3 separate regions of the Mus musculus genome follow, and all the other regions are linked to region 2. A link is a contact called in public targeted proximity ligation data. All regions are on one chromosome and are shown on one strand. The core of a region is the stretch at or near the end of the contact, and the rest is flanking DNA. Distances in the headings are between cores, read along the strand shown.

Region 1 (4,337 bases), core at 1,526-4,025, 250 kb before region 2:
ATGTTTATAACTGAGACATCTCCCTGATTATTATTATTCTCCTTCACTTCTCTTCCTCCTTCTCCTTGAACCAGGGTCTTATTCTGTAACCCAGTTTAGCCTCAGACTCACAATAATTCTTTTGCTCCTGTCTCCAAGTGCTAGGGGTACAGGTGTGAGCCACTGGGCCTGGCTCCCCTTCTTCTCTGACCCTTGATATCAGCCAAAAGGCAAAGAAGTGACCCTTCATTTTCTCTTTAGCTGTGGGGTCTCATTACAATACCCAGGCTTGTCTTGAACTCCTGGGCTCACATGAGCCTTTTACCTCAGTAGCTCCAACTGCACCACGAACCACTGTGCCCACTCTTGCAGTAACTTTTTTTTTTTTTTTTTTTTTTTTTGTGGTGGAGATCCTTAATCTCCAGTAGATGAGGAGACATGGGATATTAAGTGACACAGCTGTTTAATTACTGAGTGAGCCAATCCAATCTATGAAAAGTTGTGCAAGCCTACAAAGGAGGCACAGTTTGTCGGGGGTGGGGTTGGGGGGAGGGGCAGCTTCCAGTCCAGACCCCTTTAAGGCTTCATGCTTGGGCTGGCTCTGTCCATGAGGAGAGTGAAGAGGCATTATTGTATGTGAAACAGTCAGTTGTCTTTTCCTCTGTGTTTACTGTGAGGACTGACTCAAGAAACTCCTCCAGAGGCAAGGTCACAGGGAAACGCAAGGATATTCTAGTTTAAAAAGCTCCATGCCATTTCTCTTCCCAGGTCCCTTAGCTCTTGCAAGTTGCCTGTTTCTTTCTTAGCTATAGCACTAACGTCTGCTTTATTAGGACAATCCCTCCTTTGTAATCCCTCACGCCTGGCTTCTGACTCTTTGCCCTAGGGAGGAAGGAGCTTTTAGCTCTTATTCACACAGAGCCTCAGCAGCTCCCTGGACTGCGTATGGAGTCAGGTTAGACCCAAGTCAGACTCGGCTTGTTTGGAGACAAACTCAAGGGAGTAGCCTTCACAGCAAGCAGCCACAGAACAGATGCCAAACTTCTTCAAAGTTCAAGGTATCAATACATGCACTGTTCGGAGATAGCAAGATAGGATGTTTACTTATGATAAATAAACTTTAGCCCTTTCCCTCCCTTCTGGGGCCTTGACATCTCTAAATGGCATTTTAAATCATTTTGGAAGCCCCCAGGAGACATTTTAGTCCATCCATCATGTGAGTGGAAAGGGCCTCCGTGGGAGAGGGTGGAGCGACAGGAATTTCTGAGTGTCTATGAGACTTGAAATTCAAAATAAACAAGCTAAAGGACACGTGCACATGTCTGAATATAAAGCACTCTTGAAAATGAGAGGAGGATGCTTAAAGACTGCCAACGGGCAAGAAAAAAATGCTATTGATTTAATTTCCTTCGAAAATGAGTAGCAGGTGCTCAGATGAACTGAGTTGAAAAACAAGGTGTGTGATCTCTCTCTGTGTGTGTCTGAGTGTGTGTGTGTGATCTCTCTGTGTGTGTGTCTGAGTGTGTGATCTCTGTGTGTGAATGTGTATGTGTGTGCGTGCACACATGGGTAGTAGACACAAGGTCTACTAACTGCCAGGAGCTTAGAAACAGAAGATATATTTTTATTTAAGGTTTTTTTCCCCCTCCCTTTCGGATCTGATCTCAAGTTTTCATTTAATTTGGCTTGAAGAACCGACCCACTGAAAGCTACTGTCAGAGCGGGAAGAAACGACCTGAAATTCCTGCCACAAAGCACTCAGCACCCTGGCAGGGATCACCCAGGGCAAGGGACTATTGTATGAAGGATGCCAGGTTTGTGACTGAACTATAGGATTTGCGAGGTGGAAGTTTAGGAAGGACTTCATAAGTTATCCCTGATGATCTTGTAGCAAGGATCCTTAGACAGAGGGCTAGTCATGGTAACAGGTTAAAAGTGTACATTATAATCAGCAGATACGACAAGTGTCTTCCTTCAGGGCTGCTAAGTGTCTTCCTCCAGGGCTGGCTTCACAGACAAGTGACCAGGGCAACTGTCCCAGCTTAGTTTAATGTCCTGCCTGCTTCTGTGTGTGTGTGTGTGTGTGTGTGTGTGTGTGTGTGTGTGTATTTTGTTATGTAACTTAGGCTAACCCTGGATATACTCTGAAGCTCAGGCTGGCCAAGAACTCACGATCTTCTTGTCTTAATGTTGAGAATTCTGAGATAATCAAAGCGTATCACGATGCTCTTGTTAACAGTTTTTGAGCAAGGCCTCTCACATTTTTATTTCTCTCCTTTCACATTATGGAGTGAGTTTTGAATGGCTGTGATATCCTGGGAAGGGCATGCTGACATGCATCATTGTGTATACCATGTATACATGCATGCATCATTGTATATGCCACGTATGCATGCATGCATCATTGTGTATACCATGTATACATGCATACATCATTGTATATGCCATGTATACATGCATGCATCATTGTATATGCTATGTAGACATGCGGGGCCTATTCAGGGCTTGCAGTAACATTTAGTGGTTGAGCTGTGCACAGCACACGGGAGGCCCTGGAATCAGTCCCCAGCATGGAAAATGAAAGTCAATTTTTCTTTCTTCAACATTTAGATTGGAAAAAAGAGTTGCAAGGCTCGAGAGACAGGCAATCTCAGAGATGTCAGTCATGACTAACATCTTAAGATACTGAAATGCTTTAGTCACAAGGTAATTCGAAATTGTCTTGAATGTGCCAGTACACATGGCAAAATGGCACTTTAAACAATGACTGGCTTTCTCTCTCTTGATGATTCATCTGCTTCTTTAAGAAGTATGTCTGGGATGTGTGGTATAATCCTACGCACTGGCAGCAGAAACAGGAACCGAGTTAGCTGCCTGCTCAAGCATCTCAGAGGATAGTGGTTGGCTACTGTTCCCCGCATCATTTGAATCCTCTGAGCCCTACATTTAGTATAGATGAACGGAATAGCTCCTTTAAGACCAGGGAGTCATGTGAGGAGAACATGTACGAAAAGCAGCAAGGCTTTCCTCTCCCCATCACAATAATGCAATGTCTCTCTTCTTTACGAGGCCGTGAGAATCGAGACCTTCAACCTTGCTCGAGCTCAGGGAGGCTTCCCCTCTTGGCCAGGGGCTTCAGCTTTTATTGTTATTATTTGTTTTAAATCTCAAAAGAGCCAATGATAAACGTTATGTTTAAATGAACTTAACTAGGTCTCTGGATTCAGACAGGAGTTGTCCTTCTGTCTACACATGAAAAGTACTATTTCTACCTTTGGTAGGGGAGGAATCTGCTTCCACCTTTTGATTCTGCAACTACAAGAATAACTTGTCCCGAAATAAATGCTTATTCTGTTTTTTCTCCCCCAAATCAGAATCTTAAATGAAAACGGACCCTCAGTAGTAGATAACATGATGGATCAGAGGAACCGGAGAAGACAAACTGTCTATTTTTGATACATGTTTCCCTGCTCACTTCATTTTCTCTATTTTGATCCCCAGAGCTCCTTAACAAGTCAGGAATAAGAGGGAAAGTGTGCATTTAGTTGGGGAGAGGGAGAGAGGGTAAGACAGATGCCTCTGGCTAAAAGTCTAGTTAAGCAGGCAGATCAGCTTCCAGAATTCTCTTTACTACGCAACTGTCTTTTTTCAACTCTATTTTTTTTCCAAGTCTTAGTCTCAGGAGTGGGTAGAACAGAGAGTCTTTGGATCACAGAGCACCAGTTACAGCGTAGGTTAGGAACAAACATGGGGATGAGGTGGGGTTAGCCCATAAAACCAGCCTTTATCTTGCAGGCTGAGAGACAAGGGAGTCTTTTCTGGGGAATCTGACCTGAGAGACTCCTAACACGAGTAACGCTGGTGAATTACCCCAGAGCAAATCTACAAATAACAAGCCCCAGCCCCAGGCTCCCAGGCCCCAGCCCTAGACTCCCTGTGTCCCATTTTTTGTTTGCTAATGTTATTGAAATATTATACACATACCAAACAATTGATTCACTTAAATCACGCAATTCAGTGTTTTCAGTATACCCAGAGCTGTGTGACAAGCACACAATCAATTTAACAATGTTTTCTTTGTCACTTGTGAGGTGACTGTGCTCATTAGCAATCACTTTGTTTTTCCCAAACCCTTTCTTAGCACTAGGTAACAGCCAATTTACACCCTGTCTCTGCAGATTTACAGTGGCACACTTTTAAGCCTCAGCAGACAACTAAGTATTATAGAAACCTAAGAAAAGCCACTATTGTAAGGGAGGTGACAATACAGGGGGGAAAAAAAGCTAATTGGAAAGAGGTAAGATTATAAGGGAGAGAAAAATGCACCCCCAAATCCACACCCAGTATCGCCTGGATCA
Region 2 (4,361 bases), core at 1,572-4,071:
TCTTTTAGCCAGGGTTCCCTTATACAGTAGTAGGCTTCTGAGCACAGTCCAGCCGACAGACAGATTTGGAGTCAATGTGCCCTCACTCACCTTGGAATGTTAGGCAAATTTAGTTCCTCAACTTCTGAGTCCGTTTCCTAACTTACTAACTAGAGCTAAGTCATACCTTCCCAGGAGAACATAAGGACTGAAGGCACCCACCCTTCAGCTCCCAGCTATGATTTTGTCAGGACCCCTTTTCCGGTAGCCATCTTGATCTCCACATCTTGATGCTCCGAGTCTTCTTTCTGTGCTTCCAAACACTCTTAATGAAAAACTTCTGTGAAGACGCTGCTCTAGACTTGGATACTAGGCTAGCGCAGACAGCACCTACAATGTGGCTAACGTGACCGAGGAAATGAATTTTTAACATTATTTGATACTAATGTAAATAGCAACTGGTGACCATCTAAATTGGCCGCATTGTTAATACATGCTCCTCATGTGACTTCTACTAGATGGAGCTCCAAGACAAAACTTCTTAACAGTGATGAACGCTCTGATGGCCCTAGCACCTGGCACACAGCCACGTTTACAGAGCGCACTCGGCATGGAGGCTTTCAGCCCCTCCAGCAGCATCTTGTTCAATCTTGTATCCTGTAGTTTAGCTCAGCATGCACTATAGGTGCTCCAGAGTTTGTTGCTAATTGAACTAATTGATTTTTTTGATTAGAAATCAACCAATCATCTGCTTCCAGATAGTATCAGTTGCCTAAGAATATTTCTAGCTCCCAGAATAAAGCCTGATACTTGGTCAGTAGCTACTGTTAAAAAGACGAACTAGGTAACAAAAAACATAGGATACCAGGAAAACCACAGACCAGGAGCTAGCCATCGATGGCTAAGCAGTGGGGTTCTTTGTGTTTTGCTGTTTTGTTCTTTAGCTTTCTATATACTATGACCTTGTACATAAATACTTTTGTTTACAAGGATAATGTATGTTTCTTTCTTTTAATTTCAGAAGAGTATAACTTTGCCAAAAACCGCATACTGGTGTGAAACCTCAGTTGGCCAGTTTCTGAAGGCAGGCATACTGCAGGGTGCTGTCTTAGGATCCCTGTGCACACTGCCCTTCCAACAGAAACTCTCCGACATTCCTCAGGAGAACTCTCAGCAGTTCCATCCACTTGTAATAGGACTGCAGACCTACCTGGTGAAAGTCCCACCCCCCAGGGGGAGGGACATGGGGCCGTGGGGGGAGGTCTGACCCTTCTCATTCCATTCCATCCAGGGTGCGGTCATGTGCCCTGGGCCCAGCTAAGACCACTTATCCTTATCGCCAGCTCTCTCAGTCAGGAGTTCTGTTCTGCTGTGGCCCTAGACACTAAGGAGGTCAGGCAAGGTCAGGACTGCAGTAACAATGACTCACTCAGTGTGGAGCTCTCACTGGGCAGACTGACGACCACTGGGATTTTCCAGGCTCAACTCCCGTGACCTGCATGCAGCTCACTCCTGAAATACTGGGTCGGAAAGGAAACCCGAAATAGCCACCAAAGGGTGTTTAGTGTTTAGGGAAAAAAAAGAAAAGAAACTTCTGCTACTTGGGCGGTCTCTGGGGTTCTGGTTCCATGTTCATTGTGAGATCTAAGAGACCTCTTAAGGCTTAGGCAAAGGGGAAACAATCATTGTGATAAAAGTTACTATGAAATATTACAGGCATACAAGGCTTAACAATAATATAATAAATAACTACCACGCTGGGCAGGCTTGATAAGAATTTTTTTTTAAAATACCTCACTTACTTTGGGAATTCTTAACTGAAAGAACCAAAATAAGAAAATACAGACACGGTGTGGCCCTATCTGCCTGCTCCTTTCCTCCCCAGTGGCAGTTAGTAAAATGCCAGAGTTCACTTTTCTACATGTTATTTTCCTTTATGAATTAAAAAAAAATGTACAAGGCAAAGGGGTTTCACCATGACATTTTAATATTGGTGCTTAATCCAATCACATTCACTCTTGTTATCCTTTCTTAACCCTCTTCTTCCTTCCCTCCCCTCACACCCCTAAAAGTCTTCTTATGTTCATGTCTTTCCCCAACAAACTACATATGAAAGAAAACCTTTATAACTTATCTTTCTGGGTCTGGCTTGCTTTACTTAACACAATGACTTCTAGTGCCGTGCATTTTTCTAAAAGCCAGCAAACAAACGAAGAAACAAACAAACTGTAATTTCACTCTTATTTCTTCATGCATACCAGGCAGGTGCATAGTAAATTGATTTAATCTGTGTCCAGATTAACTAAGGGTGTGGCCCACACAACCCAGTTTCTCCAACAAAAAGGAGGGGACCTCAGCATTTCCCTGAATCAACCTTTACTCTGTCATGCTCAACTTTGACACATGACTTTGTAGGGAAGGATCTGAAAAATTACCATAGGCTAGACTCTACCCCAGTGACTCTCAACCCTCTTAATGCTGTGACCACTTAACACAGTTCTGATGATGTGGTGACTCCCAGCCATAAAGTTATGTTACTACTTCTTCATAACTGTGATTCTGTTACTGTTATGAGTCATAATGTAAATATCTGATACGCAGGATGTCTGATATGTGACCCCAACTGTGTTTTGACCCACAGGTTGAGAAGCGCTGCTCTGTGCAAGAATACTGAAAGAATTGTAGGTAAACAGAGGCTTTACTTTCAGTAAACAGGATGGAGTGGAGAATTTAGTAGATTTGATTTCTTATTTACATCCAAGACTCAAAGGCTAGCCCTCAGCCTAATGCCTCACAAATACCATCCAGAAAGAATAAATGGCTCAAGAAAATAGGGATTGCCACATAGTCCTGGCTCATCTAGGAGAAAGGCAGATGGGGGAAGAAGCTGAGCCTGCAGGCTGGGGAAAGTGGAGAGCAAGTACCTGTGCGATTGAGTAAAACCACCCAACCTAGCAGAGGATGGCTGTCTGACAAACGGGCCCAGATTAAGCCCTCATGGAGTGATTTGGAGAGTGGATAAGAGACAAGACTAAGGAGCGAAGCTTGTTTTGATGCTCTAGAAGCAACAGATTATCAATACTAGTTAAACATATCAGGTGCTTTAATACGTCATTCTTAGTCTCCATGCCAACCTTCTAGAGAAGCATCCTTGATCCTTCATTAGACATGCAAACAGCAGTGGCTCCAAGAATACTAGTGTGGCCTCCTCTATCTCCCTTCAAATGCCAGCTGCTTTCAGTTAGATCTGCATGCCTCCCAGTTTGTGCCAGATAGCCAGAGAGTACCTGCTAAGCTACCAGCTGAGATTTGTCAGTAGGTGGGAGGAAGCCCTTTGTCTACATTCTCCTAAGACCCATTGATTCCTTCAAAGTCTTGCTTACAGGACTGTTAGCCCCACTTCAGCCCATCAGTGCTGTGTTTGAATGGAATTTCTCATGTCTGGGGAGAGTCAGCCCTCCTTACAGAAGCCTTCCTCACTCATAAGTGAGATCCAAAAGCTGTCCTTCAGGTGGATCACCTCTGCCCCTTCAACCTGGTGACCGCAGGAGCAAAGTGAATGGTACGTGCTGTTGTCTGCTGCTCAGATTTATAACAGCTTGTCCCCAATTGGGGAAGAGACAAGAAAGGATCTTGCCTCTTCTGATGGCAAGGATGTGTCATGCCTGTGTTGCAGCAGCACGTAAGTGGATAGCCACAACTTATCATCCAGGTCCTGGTCCAGGTGGATAAACTCAAGTAATATTTTAAGTTATTAAAAAGCATTTTTCTAACCAGGTGTCTTAGTCAGGGTTTCTATTCCTGCCCAACACATCATGACCAAGAAGCAAGTTGAGGAGGAAAGGGTTTATTCAGCTTACACTTCCCACATTGCTGTTCATCACCAAGGAAGTCAGGACTGGAACTCAAGCAGGTCAGGAAGCAGGAGCTGATGCAGAGGCCATGGAGGGATGTTACTTACTGGCTTGCTTCCCTTGGCTCGCTCAGCTTGCTTTCTTATAGAACCCAGGACTACCAGCCTAGGGATGGCACCACCCACAATGCCTCCCCACCTTGATCACTAATTGAGAAAATGCCTTACAGCTGGATCTCATGAAGGCACTTCCCCAACTGAAGCTCCTTTCTCTGTGATAACTCCAGCCTGTGTCAAGTTGGCACACAAAGCTAGTCAGTACACCAGGTATGTAATCTTTTGAAAGTTCAATTTTTAAAGATTAGTCTTCATCCTCGTGCCTTTTTGAAGAACAAATGTAAAGACAAGGCCCTAAGATTTTCAGGGGTGTGAATTTTTTTCCTTTTATCTTAGCCAGCCCACCCATGTGCCTCCATTAGGAGGTAAACCACTGACTCTGGTGTTAGTATTAATACATAGTAATAACGCT
Region 3 (4,295 bases), core at 448-2,947, 230 kb before region 2:
ATAGCTGTTTCCTGATCTCTTAGACTATTCTAAAGAAAGGTATGGTAGTTTGAATGGGTATGGCCTCGTAGACTCATGTGTTTGAATGTTTGGCTCATAGGGATTGGTACTATTAGGAGGTGTGGCTTTGTTGGAGTATATTGGCCTTGATGGAGGAAGTGTGTTATTATGGAGGCAGGCTCTGAGGTCTCATATATACTCAAGATATCCCCAGTTTGGTACACAGTCTCCATCTGCTGCCTGTGGATCAAGATGTAGAACTCTCAGCTCTTCCAGCACCAGGTCTGCCTGCACACTGCCATGCTTCCAGCCATAATGATAATGGACTGAACCTCTGAAACTGTAAGCCAGACCTAATTAAATGTTTTCTTAGTTGTCTTGGTCACGGTGTCTCTTCACAGCAACGGAAACCCTAACTAAGACAAGGGGTCTCTCACCTACTTTAGCATGGAGGGCTCTCCTGCCATGGCTTTAATCTGACCAGTTTGGGAGAAGAGACTCATAGCTGCAGGAATCAGCTCATTGGCTCCTAGGTTGACAATACTCATGGGGGAAGAAGAGGGCTCAGGACTGCTGTCAGACCTTCCGAATCAGCAGCCTGAGATCTAGCTGCTGGACTCATCAGTTAGAAAGGTTTTGCCAGCTGGCTCCCAGCATGGCCAGTTGCTTCTCCTATGGTATCTGCTCTTCTCATAAAACTCCACATTTTAATAGTGGGCTAGATGTTAGAGAGAGCCACCAGGAAAACACGGACAAATACATGAGACTAGCTACCACAGTGATGCTGGTAAGGGCTTCTGGGATGGGGGAGCACAGATACATTGGGGGTGAAGTGAGCTTTCAACCTGTATGCATAAACAGAGCCCCAGCTTTGCTCCCAACTGTGCAGGGAATCATGGAAAGAATGAATAGTCATGTATATAACTTATTTCACAGCACTAAGTTGAATTGCTCTTAGTTTGGAGATAAAACCTATTTGCCCCTCTAGTTGTTGGCACTCAGTTCATATCTCCTTTCGAAGAACAGATTTCTCAGTAGGTAAGAAAAATTCAAGTACCAGGAATTCAGATTTATAACCTATGATTTGTTTGTGAGGCAGGTTGCTGATGGAGTGTCTTTGTATTCCTGTGAGCCATACGCTCTAACCTAAGATCTTATAGTAGAGCCTTTAAGTATGGACTTCTGGAGCTGGGGAGGCTGCCCAGTTGGTAAAGTGCTTGCCAAGCAAGCAGCACAAGGACCCAAGTTCAGATTTCTAGCACCAGGGAGACAAAGGCAGGCAGATTCCTGACTTTTCGAAAGACAGATGTGTACATACATATGTACATACCTTCCACCCAACAGAGAGAGAGAGAGAGAGAGACAGAGACAGAGAGAGAGACAGAGAGAGAGACAGAAACAGAAAGAAACAGAGAGAGAGAGAACATACTCTCAATCAGCAGTTAAAAATATACTTTTAAGGCATCATAACTTTTCTCTTTGCTCCCTAGTCAATTTTGAGAGTATACTTAACAAACCAGATTCAAAGAAACCAGTGGAACTTTAAAAGTCACAAAGAAAGATAGTCTAAAAAGAATTCTAGAGACAGCCATTTCCTACTGCAATACATAATTTAGGTGTGGACTTCTCTGGATGCCGTTCAATGCCTCAACGTTAAGGGCTCTAAAGACACAGAGGACGACAGCAGATACTTGAAGTATTTATAGCTTATATGAGCACAGATAAGGATAACGTGTTTAAATGAGAAAGCAGGCCACTTGGAACAGAAATATGACTCACAGAGAAACAGAAAAATCTCAGCTGTAAATTGCAATGTCAATATTTGATGTACTTTCCCGTTCCTTGTTTGATGCATTTTCTCCCCAGGCTGTCTGTATTTGGTTTTAAAACTTAGTTAAGCCAGATGAGACACTTACAATCATGTCAATTCTGATTTCAAGAAATACCATGTACTGTACTAAAGAAATAAGACAACCATGATAAGGACAGTTTGCCGATTAGCTTTCCCTGCTAAATAAGCAGGGCTGAGCTCGGTGGGCTAAGCATTCAGGGGTGTTCACTCCCAGGGCTCCTCGGGCTATATTTCTCTTCAGGGTTTTTTAGCATCCCTGAGTCTCTGATCCTCATGATTTCCCTAAGGAGAAGGTAACTGTGGTAGATCTTCCAGCTTTTTGTACACAAGAAGGCTAACAGCAGAAACGCCTGTGGGGAGAGCAGGCAGGAGACAGGCAAGAGGATGAAGAAGAAAGGGTGGCACCCAGAGGGTCCTCAGGTCTCCTCATCAGCTGAGAAGTGTCAGGAAAAGTGAAACTGCCTGAGCTTGCTAGCTGGCTTCTTGTAAGGGCGTCCTGGGATCTCAGAAATGCTTTCTCAGTTGTCTCTGGGAGAGGTTGAGCACCACCCAGCTGCAGGAGGGTGGGCTCAGTGGAGTGACCATGACTGATCAATGCCTCTGGGCCTCCCTTCCCTCACACACTGCAAACACCCAGCTCCTCCCTTCTGCTTCCGATGGAGTCCATGTTTAGTTCTTGCAACTGAACCCTGACTGATAGCTAAGTATGAGATCCCAAATACCACAGTAGAATGCCAGAGAAAACTGCTTAAAGCAACGGAGCACCAAAGAGAGGGGAAAGACTCTTGGAGTATTATAGACAGAAGGCTCACTGGTCCATTTCCCACATGCACATCTGGAGGTGAGCTAGCATCAGCAGGAGAGAAGATGTGCATAATTAGAGCACAGTGCCCAGAGTGCACAGCTGGGTGGGCGGGCATGGAGAGGTAGCTAGACTCTATCTGGCCACAGGACTGGCTTCAGGGGGAGGCCAGAGCCCGAAGAATCCCTGCGAATGCTCAGGAGTTTAATAGCTCTTACCAAGAGATAGAGCACTTAAGAACCCTTCTGATATCAACAAACCACTTACCCACCCACCATCACCACCACCACCAAGAACCACAACCATTACAAAACCCCAACCCCAAATACCATTCCCTTAGTGCTGGAAATTTCAGGAAATGATTCAAGAGGGCATTGAATGATACGCTCCTGATAATGACCATAGTAGCAAACTATAAAGAAGTACCATTGTTATGAGAACTGTTCTTAACGTTGCTGAAGCCTTGCTGTGACTTTTCTGCTACCCTCCAAGTGTCACTTACACTCATGGGGTACAGCCCCCTGCATCTGCTGCACCATACATCGAGGGGCTTGACTGAGAAGCCAGATTTAAACATTCATAGCCCGCATTCATATTAAGCTATTATATGTCACATTGAATGTCTTCAAACCTAGAAAGCTGGGCGAGTCAAATGTCCTTTATGTACTTTAAGTGACTTAAGTCATCTACAGAGGAAGGAAGCTTTCTGGTGGTTCTGCAGGTGAAGCGATCCAAACCAACCCCCGCTGTCTCACACTTGTCCGCTTCTCCAGAGCCAGTGCTGCCCCATCTGCTACCCAACAGTCTGGACTCTTCTATGCAGCCAAGAGGAAGGCAGAGCAACAAGATACAACCACCAAACGTTAGCTCGCCAAAGACCATGCTGAACTCTGGACTCACAGATGTGGCAGCTCTGAAAGCCATGGATACATTCTTTTTACCTTAGTCATTAAGGTCTCACGTACAAAACAATGCACGAAGTGTCTTTGTAGCTACATGAGTAATATGTATTTAGAGAGGTTATTTTAATGAATCTGCTCGTGGGATCTGTAGCAGAGTCACAGAGTGCTTGCTGAGCGCTGCTGAGGCCCTGAGTTCAATCCATAGCAATATTAGCAAATAAATAAATAAATAAATAAATAAATAAATAAATAAAATATATGTATATATATATATATATATATATATATATATATATATATATATATATATTCGAGAGTACTGATGAGTATGATGAATGAACGACACATACCATGAATGTAAATTTAAGGCTGGCTTGTGCTACATTGAGCCCTTGTCTCAAAAACAGGAGGCAGAGGTGGGTAAAAAGCTATGAACATGGCTCACTGGATAGAAAGCATTTGCTACTCAAGCAAATGTGAGGACCTGAGTTTGACTCCCCAGAGCACGTAAAAGGTGACACAAAGCAAGTACATCTCTACTTCCACAATCTTGGAGGCAGACAGGAGACTCTTGGCAGCTCCTGGGCCAATGAACTTCGCTTATGAGGCAGGAAAACAGAGACACTGTCACAAAAAAGGCGGAAGATGACAACTGGCGCACATGAGGTCGTCCTTTGAATTCCACATGTGCACGGCACATGCATACCAAGTTCACACTTGTGAATGGCCACATACGTAT

Evidence for each region.
Region 1: a targeted proximity ligation map of pancreatic cancer cells shows a contact between it and region 2. A contact is called at or near these places in 5 of 39 promoter capture datasets (the 3T3-L1 cell line, the HPC-7 cell line, frontonasal cranial neural crest and 2 more), 1 of 484 Hi-C or Micro-C datasets (bone marrow-derived macrophages), 5 of 130 datasets of targeted methods (embryonic basal ganglia, embryonic stem cells, intestinal villus epithelium and 2 more) and 1 of 9 other capture datasets (pancreatic islet).
Region 3: a targeted proximity ligation map of pancreatic cancer cells shows a contact between it and region 2. A contact is called at or near these places in 5 of 39 promoter capture datasets (the 3T3-L1 cell line, frontonasal cranial neural crest, hematopoietic stem and progenitor cells and 2 more) and 2 of 130 datasets of targeted methods (cardiomyocytes and pancreatic cancer cells).

Annotation. Positions count from the first base shown.
Region 1 is chr19:24,323,121-24,327,457 of GRCm38.p6, forward strand. The region is part of intron 13 of Pip5k1b (phosphatidylinositol-4-phosphate 5-kinase, type 1 beta); the gene reads right to left. Among named protein-coding and RNA genes, the nearest start is that of Fxn, 45 kb to the left of the region's middle.
Region 2 is chr19:24,570,615-24,574,975 of GRCm38.p6, forward strand. No RefSeq gene overlaps it. Among named protein-coding and RNA genes, the nearest start is that of Gm50341, 16 kb to the left of the region's middle.
Region 3 is chr19:24,341,279-24,345,573 of GRCm38.p6, forward strand. The region is part of intron 13 of Pip5k1b (phosphatidylinositol-4-phosphate 5-kinase, type 1 beta); the gene reads right to left. Among named protein-coding and RNA genes, the nearest start is that of Fxn, 63 kb to the left of the region's middle.